Regions from separate parts of the Oncorhynchus kisutch genome. Here region 1 is linked to region 2. Evidence: chromatin contacts called from public Hi-C data. All regions are on one chromosome and are shown on one strand. The core of a region is the stretch at or near the end of the contact, and the rest is flanking DNA. Distances in the headings are between cores, read along the strand shown. Region 1 holds the start of mettl13 (methyltransferase 13, eEF1A lysine and N-terminal methyltransferase). Region 2 holds the start of LOC109902689 (transmembrane emp24 domain-containing protein 5-like).

What was found. A called contact is a pair of places that touch in the nucleus more often than the background predicts.
Region 1: a Hi-C map of muscle shows a contact between it and region 2, with 4 times the contacts expected there. The contact joins the promoter of mettl13 here to the promoter of LOC109902689 in region 2. A contact is called at or near these places in 2 of 2 Hi-C or Micro-C datasets (liver and muscle).

What each region holds. Positions count from the first base shown.
Region 1 is chrLG13:27,377,666-27,384,697 of Okis_V2, forward strand. It overlaps mettl13 (methyltransferase 13, eEF1A lysine and N-terminal methyltransferase), which reads right to left and starts at 3,768. Exons shown (of 10, transcript XM_020499262.2): 1 at 2,587-3,768; 2 at 2,104-2,373; 3 at 1,845-1,937; 4 at 1,364-1,739; 5 at 1,043-1,242; 6 at 724-913; 7 at 464-655; 8 at 62-268. The coding sequence starts at 2,739. It overlaps LOC109902684 (a long non-coding RNA gene), which reads left to right and starts at 3,117. Exons shown (of 4, transcript XR_002256919.2): 1 at 3,117-3,221; 2 at 4,627-4,684; 3 at 4,900-5,067.
Region 2 is chrLG13:27,221,799-27,229,030 of Okis_V2, forward strand. LOC109902689 (transmembrane emp24 domain-containing protein 5-like) reads right to left here and starts at 5,774. Exons shown (of 4, transcript XM_020499269.2): 1 at 5,388-5,774; 2 at 735-832; 3 at 458-641. The coding sequence starts at 5,564.

The DNA.
Region 1 (7,032 bases), core at 2,518-5,017, 150 kb after region 2:
GTGTATCCGGTATCACTTCCTCATCTCCCTCTCTCGTCCCCCTCCCTCCCAGCACTCTCACCTTCTCTCTCAATGTTGTTAATGTGTTCCAGTCCATCTCCCAGTGTGACAGTGAGCCTGTCATCAGGTGTGAAGCCGAACCATCCCTGAGCCACCTCCAGTACTGCTGGATCCAGCTCCACCACCTCCACCCTGGCTCCAGGTACAAAGTCCCGCAGGAACTGGGGCAACCCTCCTCCACCCAGTCCTACCAGGAGCACTGACACATCTACAGAGAAGTTATAGGAGACATGACAGACAGGAGACATTTGGCTGATTCATCAGATCTGTCGTGTCAAGTGACCAAACATCCTGTGGGCAAAAATAGTGGATTTGAGAAAAAGTGTCAAACACAGACTGCTATTTGGCAGGTATGTGGGCACAGGGCGACTGACTTGCAGACAATGCTGGCAAATACACCTACCTTTGTTGTGGTCGGTGCCCACTCCTAGCATGGCGAGGCCAGCCACCATGACCCTGTGGTGGGCACAGCATAGATAGCCTTTGTCCACCTCCAGGGCGCCACCTGGTGTCTGGGATGGGGTTGTCATGGGGGGAGGGGCAGAGGGCTTGGCTTTCCTTCTGCTCTTTTTATTCTTCTGAGATGAGGCTGCTGCTAAAGTTAAAGAGACGGTTAGCTACTGAACTCACCAAGTAATAAAAACTGTGTGTGTTTGTTCTCACCTGCTGCTGGATTAGTGAGGCGGCTCTCTGACTGGACCAGTCCGTCATTACCCAGGAAAACCAGTCTACGGTAGAGCTGACCATCCTCTCCTCTCACATCCTCTACAGAGTACTGACCACTCAGATCACTGGTACCATGACTCACCACCTCCCTCCAACCCAGCTCACCTCCCACCGACAGGAATGGAACCTACAGGGGGAGGGACAGGGATGGGGAGAGGGAGACGGGGAAAATGAGTGAAGTGGGCCAGATGATAGAGAAATTAGGAAACATGTTTTTTAACTACAACCCAAAATAGAATAATCACAACTTCCCTACTTTCTGATTGGCTGGCATCCCAGGGGGGGCGAGTTCCATCACCATGGGGGAGAGCTCTGATTGGACAGCCTGCATGTCGGTATACTCCTGTTCTCTGTGCATGGCCACGACAACCAGACGTCTGAAGTTTGCGCTAGCCGCTAGTTGGCCCCGCCCCTCGGCCAAGCCGTACAGCCAATCAGTCTCTCTGCCCTGAGGCACTGTCAGGGTTGAGACAGGAAGAGCCAGGTTTAGAATGCAGCCAAGAGCAGAAAGGAAAGACAAACATACCCATGTTTTTCCACCCAGGTGTGCCGATATACGACAAATCCTATCCCTCACCTATGAAGATGGCAAAGTGGTTTGCACGGGGAACCTTGGCACCAGGGGGGCAGTCCTGTACGGTGAGGGTGTAGCGGGGTCGCCCAGTGGGGGCGTGGCAGAGGGTCAACGAGGGGGTAGAGGTCGCGTCTGTACCTGTACGGAGCCTCTGTCTCAGCATGGCATACGCCTGGCGCTCTCTCACCACAGACAGCAGGTCTGCCACCACGGGAAGCCTCACGGGGTCACCATCCTCCCCTTGGCACATCTCCAGGATGGGCATGGGCATTGGCTGGCGGAACTTTGTGCAAACCAATACGAAGACAGGCAGAGCGAAGGAAGAGACCTCCTGGCTCTCTGGGTCACCCAGACAATGAAGTCTCACAGCCCAGCCCACCTACATTTCAATAATTTTGAAAATGCTCTTATCCTGAGTGAATTGAATTAAAGTAGGTAAGGCAACCATCTATCACTATCAATGCATCTAACCTAAGCCTTTTACCTGGATGAAGTGCTCCACCGCCAGCTTGATGACACTCTCCTGGGCCAGGGTCACACAGACGTAGCGGCCTCCTATACCCAGGACACGGCCCACCTACACAAACACAAGGCATAAAGGGTTTATTGCATGTGAATAAACTTTAAGACACATTTTACTAACTGGTAGGTGGCCAACACTCCTGGAGTGCTACTCTGTGCAGGGATTCTGGCTTTGTTAAACTATTTTATAATCCCTGTCAAGCTACTCCACACCAGCACACCTCAGCCAGCATCCTCCCAGCTAGAGCCCCCTCCTGGGAGGCCATGGCGTCCAGTGTCCCCTTGTCCAGTACAGCCTGGTAGCTTCCGTCCTCGTAGGGTGTCTGGGTGGCATCCACTGTCTGGAAGGTCAGGTCTGGGCGCTGCTTGGCATTCTTCTGGTTCATGTGATTCACCACCGTCTCACTAATGTCAATGTTGGTCAGATGTCTGTAGCCAACGTCATACAGCTGCTCACTCAGCTCAGAGTTACCACAGCCCACCACCAAGACCTGGGACAGACGAGACAAGATACGCATGACTGTAAGTCGCGTTGGATAAAAGAGTCTGTTAAAGGACCCTGTCATTTGGATAGGAATTCTTCTGTGCGTCATATAATACAAGACGTACATGGCTCTTCAGTAGAAAGAAATTCAGCAGAAGACAAATTGACTGTGGAGTCTGAACATTTTCCTACATGTCAGGGTGTCAGTGTATCTGCTCACCTTATCCCGCGGTTTGATGTATTTGTGCAGCACGCCACAGAGTTTGTTGTAGTCTCCATACCACTCAAAAGCCTTCTCTCCTCTCTTCTTGAAGAAACGTTCCCAGTACTCTGCAGAACTGAACTCCTCGGCAGTGCGAGGTAGAAGACTCATCTTTAACACTTGCTAGGTCTATATCAGTAGCTAGCTAGCTACTTGTAAACAAACTAACGTTAGAATACTTTCGATTAGCTTTGAACAAGCTAGCTAAGATTCAGGAACATGCAGGACATTATACATGTGTAACGGTAGCAATTGGTAGATTGTCAATTGGTCGAAAAACGTATTACCAAGCTTGGATTTTCAGCTCCCTATCTTTCCCACATGGCATGTTCACCCGGACATTATTCTGAGCTGTACACAACTACATTTCGATTGGATAGCTCTGAATAGGCGGAGTTCCTAGTCTAATGCTGATTTGCTGAGATTCTTGACAGAAGCCTGTCATTGTCTGATGTGGAATCGGATGCCTTTGCGACCCGGCGAGTTCTGGTCCGTTGGTGATTATCTTCCGGACAACAAGAGGCATCAACATGGCTGTCCCAACCGGGAGATCTGTGGTCTCCGTGACTGGAAACGCAAATAAACTAGAAGAGGTAGCAGAATGGTTCACAAGAACCGACATTCCATTGTGAACATTAAACGTTGCAGCGTGTGCTGTTTATTAGAGGCTTTACTTTGGCTCTAGCCATGGCAGCCAACCCATGTGAATGCATGGAAATGACTGACGGGGAATGTGATGGTGGTTTTAGATTACACTTGCACAGATCAAATGGTTTGATAGCTGTTATTAGCCGATAAAATAGATTACGGTTCACCACCTAGATTACGGAGACATCATTTATAGATCGACAGGTAAGGGTTCTCTCGACCAGCGACCGGCTAGATGTTCTTTACCATTCGGCCATCAGATTTGCCACCAATGCTCCTTATAGGACACATCACTGCATTCTATACTCCTCTGTAAACTGGTCATCTCTGTATACCCCTCGCAAGACCCACTGATCGATTCTTATTTATAAAACAATTTTAGGCCTCACTCCCCCCTATCTGAGATATCTACTGCAGCACTGATCCTCCACATACAACACCCGTTCTGCATGTCACATTATATTTAAGGTCCTGAAAGCACACAGATCCCTGGGTCGCTCGTCTCTTCAGTTCGCTGCAACAAACACTCAAACTGGACTGTTTCCTCTCAATCTCTAAATTCAAAGACTCAATCTTGGACACTTACTGACAGTTGTGACGGGTGGGTATAATTTGGGGAACGTTCCAACAGGAATCTGTTCCAAAAACTTCGTAAATAACAAGGATGCCAACAAACAACGCATACACAGTTGTATAGCGGCAGAACAGGATACCAGGTAGGGAGTGGGCAATTTTGTTACGTTTTTCCACTCACCAGGTTTATTCCGAAAAATGTCTGTCCTCACTCTGGTAGCCTATGGACAAACATTAAGAATAAGCTACGTGGTGAGTTGATCATGCTACTTTGTATGCGTTGTTTGTTGGCATCCTTGTTATTAACGAAGTTTTTGGAACAGATTCCTGTTGGAACGTTCCACAAATTATACCCACCCGTTGTGACTGATTTGCGTGATGTATTGTTGTCTCTACCTTCTTGCCCTTTGTGCTGTTGTTTGTGCCTAATAATGTTTGTACAATGTTTTTTGTTTCTACCATGTTGTGTTTCTGCCTTGCTATGCTGTCTTAGTTCTGTCTTTTATGTAGTGTTGGCTCTTGTGATGTGTGTTTTGTCCTATATTTCTACATTTTAAAAATCCCAGCCCCCGTCCCAGCAAGAGGCCTTTTGATAGGCCGTCATTGTAAAACATAAAATACAATTTTGTTCTTAACTGACTTGCCTAGTTAAATAAAGACAATAAATAGATGGAGATATGTGTTGTACAAAGATAACATTAACTGAGTTACAGAAGTTTTGCAGTCTGACTAAAAGTCCATGCTATTTAAAATACTGCTCTGTTTTCTGACCAACAGGGGATTCAGATCCTGGGGGACAAGTTTCCCTACAAACTAGTGTCCAAGAAGATTGACTGTGAGTACACCTTATCAATGGTTCCTGAATAAATTGAAGCCAGAAGGTAATCAATGACTCATATAAGCTACAAAGCCTATGTTATGTATACATGAATAGTTACTTACAGTAAATGTAAAGTTACCAATTATTATGTAAGCGTGTGTGAACTGTTAAGGACCCGGTTTGGTTCTAATGATGAACTTAGCCATAAGATGCTTTTTTTTATTATATAGGATCATCTGGTTCTCATGATGAACAGCCTTAAGATGCCTTTGGGCATCGGCCCAGGTCAGTTTAAGATGCTGGCTGGGTTTGAGGATAAGTCGGCCTGGGCTCTGTGTACCTTTGCCTTCTGTCCAGGAAAAGAGGAACCGGTACAACTCTTCAGAGGGATAACTGAGGTAAGAATATCACACACACCCACCACACTGAAGATCTCTGCATGCTTGCTCTAATATACAGTACCAGTCAAAGGTTTGGACACACCTACCCATTCCAGGGTTTTTCTTTATTTTTAATATTTCCTTCATTGTAGAATAATAGTGAAGACATCTAAAACTATGAAATAACACATGATATCTTGTAGTAACCAAAAAAAGTGTTAAACAAATCAATGCCTTGATGACAGCTTTGCACACTCTTTGCGTCCTCTCAACCAGCTTCATGAGGTAGTCACCTGGAATGCATTTCAATTAACTGCGGTGCCTTGTTAAAAGTTCATTTGTGGAATTTCTTTACTTCAATGCGTTTGAGACAATCAGTTGTGTTGTGACAAGGTAGGGGTGGTATACAGAAGATAGCCCTATTTGGTAAAAGACTAAGTCCGTATAATGGCAAGGACAGGTCAAATAAGCAAAGAGAAATGACCGTCCATCATTACTTTAAGATGGTCAGTCAATCAGGAAAATTTCAAGAACTTTTCAAGTTTCTTCAAGTGCAGTTGTAAAAACCATCAAGGGCTATGATTAAACAGGCTCTCATGAAAGGAAGACCCAGAGTTACCTCTGCTGCAGAGGATAAGTTCATTAGTGTTACCAGCCTCAGAAATTGCAGCCCAAATAAATGCTTCAGAGTTCAAGTAACAGATACATCTCAACATTAACTGTTCAGAGGAGACTGAATATTGATGATGGTCCTGGGGAGGAAGGCTGCTGTTTTATGGGCTCTTAACCAACCGTGCTATTTTGTTAGATTTTTCGCATTGTTTAACCTATTTTGTACATAATGTTGCTGCTATCGTCTCTTATGACGGTAGCAGCCACTAGACATCAGAGCTTCTGGACATCTGAACAGTGATTACTCACCTCGAATTGGACAAAGATTTTTCTTTAATGAGTTGGACTGGAAGGATATAATCCAAACACCCAAACAGGCCAGCATCCCTGTCATTCATAGGTGAAAGAAACAGATTTTGTGGAACGAGATCGGGGTGCCTTGTGAGGATCAGGCGACGAGAGGCTAATCTGCCTTTTCCATCCATACTGTTAGCCAACGTTCAATCGCTGGAAAATAAATGGGACAAACTAAAAGCACGTACATCCTACCAACAGAACATTACAAACTGTAATATCTTGTGTTTCACAGAGTCATGGTTGAACAACAACATTAATAACATACAGCTGGCGGGTTATACACACTATCGGCAGGATAGAACAGCAGCCTCTGGTAAGACACGGGGTGGTGGCCTATGTATTTTTGTAAACAACAGCTAGTGCACGATATCGAAGGAAGTCTCAAGGTTGTTCTCGCCTGAGATAGAGTATCTCATGATAAGCTGTAGACCACACAATCTACCTATAGAGTTTTCATCAGTATTTTTCATAGCTGTCTACATACCATCACAGACCGATGCTGGCACTAAGATCGCACTCAATGAGCTGAATACCACCATAAGCAAACAGGAAAACGCTTATCCAGAGGCGGCGCTCCTAGTGGCCTGGGACTTAAATCAGTTTTTACCTAATTTCCATCAGCTAATCAAATGGCTACTCAGACTATTTGCATTGCCCCCCCATTCTACACTGCTGCTACTCTCTGTTATCTATGCATAGTGTCACAGGCCGGCTCATAGCCTGTGGCAAAAATGAGGGGACGCGAACAACGGGTATAGGCCAATCAAAAAGGTTCTTTATTATAAACCAGAACTATTAACTTTAAACAAAGAAAAAGGAATGAGGTGTGAAAGTATCATAATGTAAGGTGTATGTAAAGTACAGGGATGCATGGATCTGTGTGTGTGAATGACTGAGTGAAAACTATGCAAAACTACAAAGGAACAAACAAAACAGGATCATACCTGGAGGAGCAGAGAGAGAGAGAGGAGTGATTAGTGAAGCAGTTTAAATACCTCAACACCGGTACCCCCT
Region 2 (7,232 bases), core at 4,524-7,023:
GTTACCGTGGAATTGCCCTAATCTGACTAACAAATGGATTTTTTCCCAATGGATACACACAGGTTTTCCTTTTTGACAATCAAGTATCACTTTCCAAGATTTAAAAAAAACATGTGTGAATTCTGTGAAATGTTATGTGCGAATTCGCACCCCCTCGCATGATGTAATACAGATGCTGCGTGAATAAAACGCACCCTCCATGATGCCATACATCTATAGTGTGTGTAAAAGCAAAGCATGCTTCCAGTCCTAGCTAGGACTACAACTCCATCCTTTTCTAGAAGTTACGCACTTGCACACTCCGTGTCATGGATTTCAAAGCATAGGATTGGTGTAAGCATTGGTTGTAGGGTTTCCACCATTGTAAAATCCATGTGAGAAAGTTTAAGTACACACTTCAGGAGAAGGGTGAAGAATCAGCATGTAGCCTAGATGTAATATAAGCACACCCCCTCACCATGATGTCCTCCAGCTTCATGTCCAACATGTCGGTCCCATGGACGTACTCCTTCCAGTCCTCTGGCTCCTCCCCTTCCTGTTCCATGTTGTCCATGAGAAGCTCGAAGAAGATGATCTTTTCCGACACAGCAGAAAACGAGTTGTCAAAACAAAACATGTAGTCTCCATCCTCCGTCTCTACACTAATGGAAACACACCGTGAGAGAGAGTGAGAGAGAGCAAGCCCAACTCCATGTGAGTGTGTATTTCACACTTGCGTGGTGTGTGTGTCTTACGTGTATACTCCGTCTGATTTGCGGTGTTCGCTGTACAGAACGTTTCCAGTAGGAGACGACAGGGAGAAGTCAACATCCAGACCTGCTCCGTCCAACACCTGAGGACACACACAGACAAGTAGGATGGGTGAGAGACAGATGAGACAGAATGATAAAAGGAGAGCGAGAGAGAGACACACAGAGTCAAAACAAAACTACATCACCTATTGGCTTGCCTCGTCAAATAAAAAGTTAAATAAAAAAATACATTGGGAAACAAGCACAGAGCAAAATGCAGTGCTATGTGGCCCTAAATCGACAGTATACCATGGCAAACTAATTCTTGATGATTTATAATTGATGTTGTTACTGATATTGTTAATGAATCATTCCATTTCCAAAGTATGCTTTTGTCGGCTTCCCTGAATGAGACATTAGCTCCCCTAAATGCAAGAAAAGTCCAACTTTCATGGGGCCCTCTAAATTATGCTAATTTAACCATGCAGTGGTAATTATGAAAATAAAAGCTTCCAAATGAATCGAACACACCAATGTAATCCGTAGGGGAGTTGCAACGATGGGACAAGACTGTAACTACTATTTGGATATCTAATTGGATATCTTGTCCCATCGTTGCAACTCCCCTACGGACCCAAAAGAGGCGAAGGTCGAGAGACATGCATCCTCCGAAATACGACCCTGCCAAGCTGCACTGCTTCTTGACCCAGAAGCCAGCCCCAGTTGGCGACCATTGTCAGCTTGCAGGCGCCCAGCCCACCACAAGGAGACGCTAGATCACGATGGAACAAGGAAGCCCCGGCCGGTCAAACCCTCCCCTCGCCCGGACGACGCTGGTCAAATTGTGCGCCGCCTTATGGGTCTCCCAGTCATGGTCGGGCTATGACACAGCCTGGGATCGAACCCGGGTCTGTAGTGACGCCTCAAGCACTGCAGTGCAATGCCTTAGACCACTGCGCCACTCATGAGGCCTCAAACCATTTATTTCTATATGATTACACAAACTGTCTTCCTGTCCACGAATGGTACTGTAGAATTCTATAGCTAGTTAGACAGCGGCGCTGTCCACTCAGTAGTGCTGAATTTCGGCCTAAGCTGAGCTCTTTTAAAAGCATTGATTTTCCTTTGTACATCCTAATTTTCACAATTTGTTTGCCATGTGTCCTTTATAGAAATAGCCTTTATTCCAATGCATTAGATTCATCCGTTGATTTATTACCGTTTGCTTTTGTCAGTCAGCTGTGCTCACTGCTTTGTTTTTCCAGGTGTGTGCGGGTATTGGTCTTCTCTGTGCGTCTGTGGCCAGAAGAAGTAGACCATTTATTTAGCTTGATTGTTTTCTATCAATATTTGTTTTCAGCTGATGGTAGACAATATCACTACAACTAGCCTACACAGACACCAATATGCTTCCAATCCATCCAACAAGTATACACAGTGTACAAAACATTGGGGACAGCTCCTAATATTGAGTTGCACCCCCTTTTGCCCTCAGAACACCCTCAATTCGTTAGGGAATGGACTCTAAAAGTTGTCGAAAATCATTCCACAGGGATGCTGGCCCATATGGACTCCAATGCTTCCCACATTTGTGTCAAGTTGGCTGGATGTCCTTTGGGTGGTGGACCATTCTTGAGACACACGGGAAACTTGAGCGTGAAAAACCCAGCAGGGTTGCAGTTTGTGACACACTTAAACCGTTGCGCCTGGCACCTACTACCATACCCCATTCAAAATCACTTACATTTTGTCTTGCCAATTCACCATCTAAAAGACACATATACATAATCCATGTCTCAATTGTCTCAAGGCTAAAATAATCTTTATTTAACCTGTCTCCTCCCCTTCATCTACACTGACTGAAGTGGATTGAACAGGTCACATCAATAAGCTTTCACCTGGTCAGTCTGTCATGGAAATCGTACACTCAGTATACGTTAATGACAGCAGGCCTATAGTTGGCTTTTTCGGTCACAACCATTAGATTTTGTATTTGCATAGGCCTACTTTATTTTGGATTTCTGTGCCCATGAGAACTGTTTTCACGGCAAAAGATAATGAAATGTTATGTAGGCATAGTTACACTTAGTGCACTTTCTGAGATCTCCAAGATCCAGGATTCATACAGGTTAAAGTTCTAACTAAATGGTTAAATGCTTAATAATGGCAAATAACACTGTCACAAATGTCATTCATGTAAGGAAAGAATGGTAGTGTTTTATGTCACATGATCTGTGAACACTCCAAGCATTCAACCAATGAATTATGGACAACTCATGAACTAGGATGTAAACATGTTTTGATTCATCTCATGTAGGCCTATTATATTGAATGTAGGCTACCTGTTCTGCGTGTATTCATGTGTGTAAAATTGCCTCGACTGAGAGGGTAGGTTACTGCCAGTGGTGTTGGCCCACCTTTTTCAGAAAAATGCATTGAAAGTATAGGGCGCGTTACTTTTTTCACCACAACCGGCAATTAGAGTTTACCCACCTATCTTTTTTACCACTACGTCACTGGCTACCGGTAGACCCATTTGAAGTTCATGGTAAAACACATTGTAGACTAGTCTAGTAAATTGACTGTGTGTGTTAGGGTGACCATCCTGTTATTTCACGGGACAGTTTCAGCCCCAATTTAGGTGTCCCGACTTTTCAGGCAACAAATAATGTTAATTTGTCAGCAAGACACATCAATCAATGCAGGCCCAATCAATGGAGGCCTAATCAATGGAGGCCTAATCAATGACAATCACTGAATGTCATTAGGCACACTTATTGGTGTTTTGTAACAGATGTCCATTTCCATTCATCAAATGGCACAAGTGTACATGCAGTGTACTGTTGTGATGCTAGAATTATTTTGTGGACGAACATGCACAGGTAGCCTACTTTAAGTGATTTGTTTGACAATCAGATGAAAACCATGACTGGCTGTGTGCATGCCACATTAAAAGGTAATCCATTTTTACCATTAAATGACATCTTTATTATCATTATTATCCCCTTTAAAAAAAATCACCCAAGAGACCACCCCGAATGTCACAGTGTAATTCGCACTCAGACAGAGAGAGAGGTTGAGGAGAGCTGGTGCTGAAAAACAAGCAGAGGTGCTTCACAATGTCCAGTCCAAGAACACAGCCTATTTTCAGTAGTGAAATACGGTTGGATTGAGTCCATTCAAGACAATAAGTGAACAGGCCAGTCCCTGGTGCCTGTTTCTCTACAGTTGCATTACTTGTTTACTATTTCCACAGATCTCTGCCTCCTCTGTTACTCAGGAGCAAAGAATGACAGGGTTTCCTAACTTTAATGTCTAGTTATTTGAGGATTTCCAAACACAGACATTGAGCAGATACCATGAAGTACTTAGAAATTAGTCTCCACAAACTAAGGACATTGTCAGTTTTGTTCACACTCCGATGGCAGAGTGGTGGGCTACAGCATGCCACAGAAATAGCTTGTCTATGGTGGTAGCATGCTACAGCTAGACTATCCTACTGTGATGGTATGACAATCCGTTATGTCAGAAATGTTAAAATATTTCATAGAAAATAGAGGTTTTACCAGACTTCTGTGTTGAGATTTGTGATTCAGGGCCACAACTCAATTGGAAACATTTTAAACACATCAGCAGAGCACAATCTTGTGGGCCAATGAAATAGGAGTAAGAGGAACCACAGCCTAGGATGGAATGTCATTATTAGAAAGGAACTTATAGCCAGTTCTGGGAAAAACGAGTTTCTAAACTAGTATGATGGCATCATTTCAAAATCATATAGGCCTATAGTAAGTGTTTAATACATTTACAATACATTTAATTTACTCAACCTATTCCACAAGTAGTTCCTAGGTTCTGGATTCAGATACGACCAGTGGTGTAAAGTACTTAAGTAAAAATACTTGAAAGTACTTCTTAAGTAGTTTTTGGGGTATCTGTACTTCACTATTTGTATTTTTACTTTAACATTATTACATTACTGAAGACAATTATGTACTTTTTACTCCATACATTTTCCCTGACATCCAAAAGTACTTGTTACATTTTGAATGCTTAACAGGGCAGGAGAATGGTCTAATTCACAAACTTATCAAGGGAAGTGGTCATCCCTACAGCCTCTGATCTGGCGGACTCATTAAATACGTGCTTTGTTTGTAAATGATGTCAGTGTTGGAGCTTGCCCTTGGCTATCCGCAAATGTAAAAATATATATATATAATAATTATGAAATGCTGCCGTCTGGTCTGCTTAATATAATGAATGTTTTATTGTGTATACTTTTAATACGTAAGTATATTTTAGCAATTACATTTACTTTTGATACTTAAGTATATTTAAAACAAAATACTTCTAGACTTTTATTCAAGTAGGATTTTACTGGGTGAATTTCACTTGAGTCATTTTCTATTAAGGTATCTTTACTTTTACTCGTTTGATAATTGGGTACCTTTTCCACCACTGGATACGACAGCGCTAACCACAATCAATGATGGGATATGCACATAACATTGGACTTCTTGTGAAGTCATGCGAGTAGTTCTAGCAGAGTAGAGACAGTCTCCAAAGCTACCCACATGAGTTATATCAAGTGTGCTCATTTACAATTATGTGTTCACCCTTTCCCCATGTAAAACCAATCATATAAACCCCTGGCACCTGATATTCTATCTCTAGCGACGCGTCCTTCTTCATGGTCTGGAAGAAGCACTCCTTCCGCCCTGCGGGGAGTGTGAATGTGAAGTCGCTGACCAGGCTCTGGGAGAACGCAGCCACCAGGAACTTCTCAGACACCAGCACCGAGAACAGGCACAGTAACATCCGGGCCACGTCCATGGTCTCCCGCTGCCTTTAACTCTTGATTTTGACTCCGTAAAGAGACAAGCTCTCGATGAGTGCTAGTTCAGTTCGTCAAAACGTAATTTATGATGACCAGCTCACCGTTCGATGGCAATCACTATATGAGGACCCTGCCTTTTCAGAATGGAAATCGTTTTCGCTCAACGAGTTTTGATGTTTGAGATTTCAACCCAGCATTTAGAATGTGAGGATCTGAGCCACAGTGCCTCACATTCTAAATGCTGGGTTAATCTCAAACCTTTTCTTATTCAATTGAATGTATTTATTGGTGCATAAAATATATTTGGGACACATTCTACGTGTATTATGTTACATTTAACAAAAACGTTTACACAGGCAGATCTCAGAAGACGCACGTATCCGTTGTATGATGGGCAATGTAGTGTTTAAGAACAAAAGACGGCATCCAACACTGCTCCAAGAGCGCACTCGCCTTGACAACATCAGGACCGTTATAATACCTATTACACCTAGCGGTCAAACATGGAAATGGTTCATTAAAAATAAGTGCTGTGTTTTGTGTAAATTTACAGTGGCGTGATGTTTTTATAGCCATGTAAATCTCGCTAGGACAAGGTGATTTATCAATATATTTTCCTCTATTAGCTGCTAATGTGGCTATCATAGAGAACTACAAATGCCATGATGATCTGGACAAGAGTGCCAAATCGAGGCAAAGGTAAGAATCTATGGGTTAACTATCTAATGTCAGCTAAATGTAGTAATTCATAAATTAGCTACATTTCTTAAAATGGCCAATTCTGTGAACTGCCTTGTGCAAGTTTTAAATGTACACAATACCAGTCAGCGAAGGTGTCAGCTAGGGATGATGTGCAACACCTTGCAGGGATTTATAGTTTTGCACGTCTACTTTGATGCTAATTACCATTTCAAATCAGAGAGTAAATAGGGCTGAATATATTGATAAAAGTAAATTTGCCCGAGAGAGATTTACATGATTATCAGAACGTCACGCAGGGGTAAGCCTATACAAAACAGTCCTTATTTTAAGTCTTTCTAAAATTCCCTATGGGGAAAAATGAATGGTGGAATAACGATTGGAACCATTTACCTGTTGACCGCTAGGTTTTATGGGTATTATGACATCCCACTGTGGGGTTCTATAGCCTACATGGCGAAATAATAATAATAATAATTATTGGCCATTTCAAAGCAGATAAAGTTTTGTCAAATGGCAGCCAAGTATAAATTATGTCATCAGAATAAAATCCTCGATATTTATTGGTATGGTGCATCAAGTTGTATATTGTATATAGACTCCCCCTTTGTTTTCTACTGTGTTATTGACTTGTTAATTGTTTACTCCATGTGTAACTCTTTGTTGTCTGCTCACACTGCTATGCTTTATCTTGGCCAGGTCGCAGTTGCAAATGAGAACTTGTTCTCAACTAGCCTACCTGGTTAAATAAAGGTGAAATAAAAATAAATATAAAATAAAAAAAGTTCATCACCTTGCACTTTTACCACCCTGTAAAATTCATCATAATTTATTTAATCTGTAGCCTAAACTGCATGCTTTCCCAACGAGTCGTAGTGGTAGGACCACACAACATGTCATCGCGTGACTCAAAATTCACTTGAATATGATGGTTATTATATCAATATGTGTGCATAAAAGCTTTT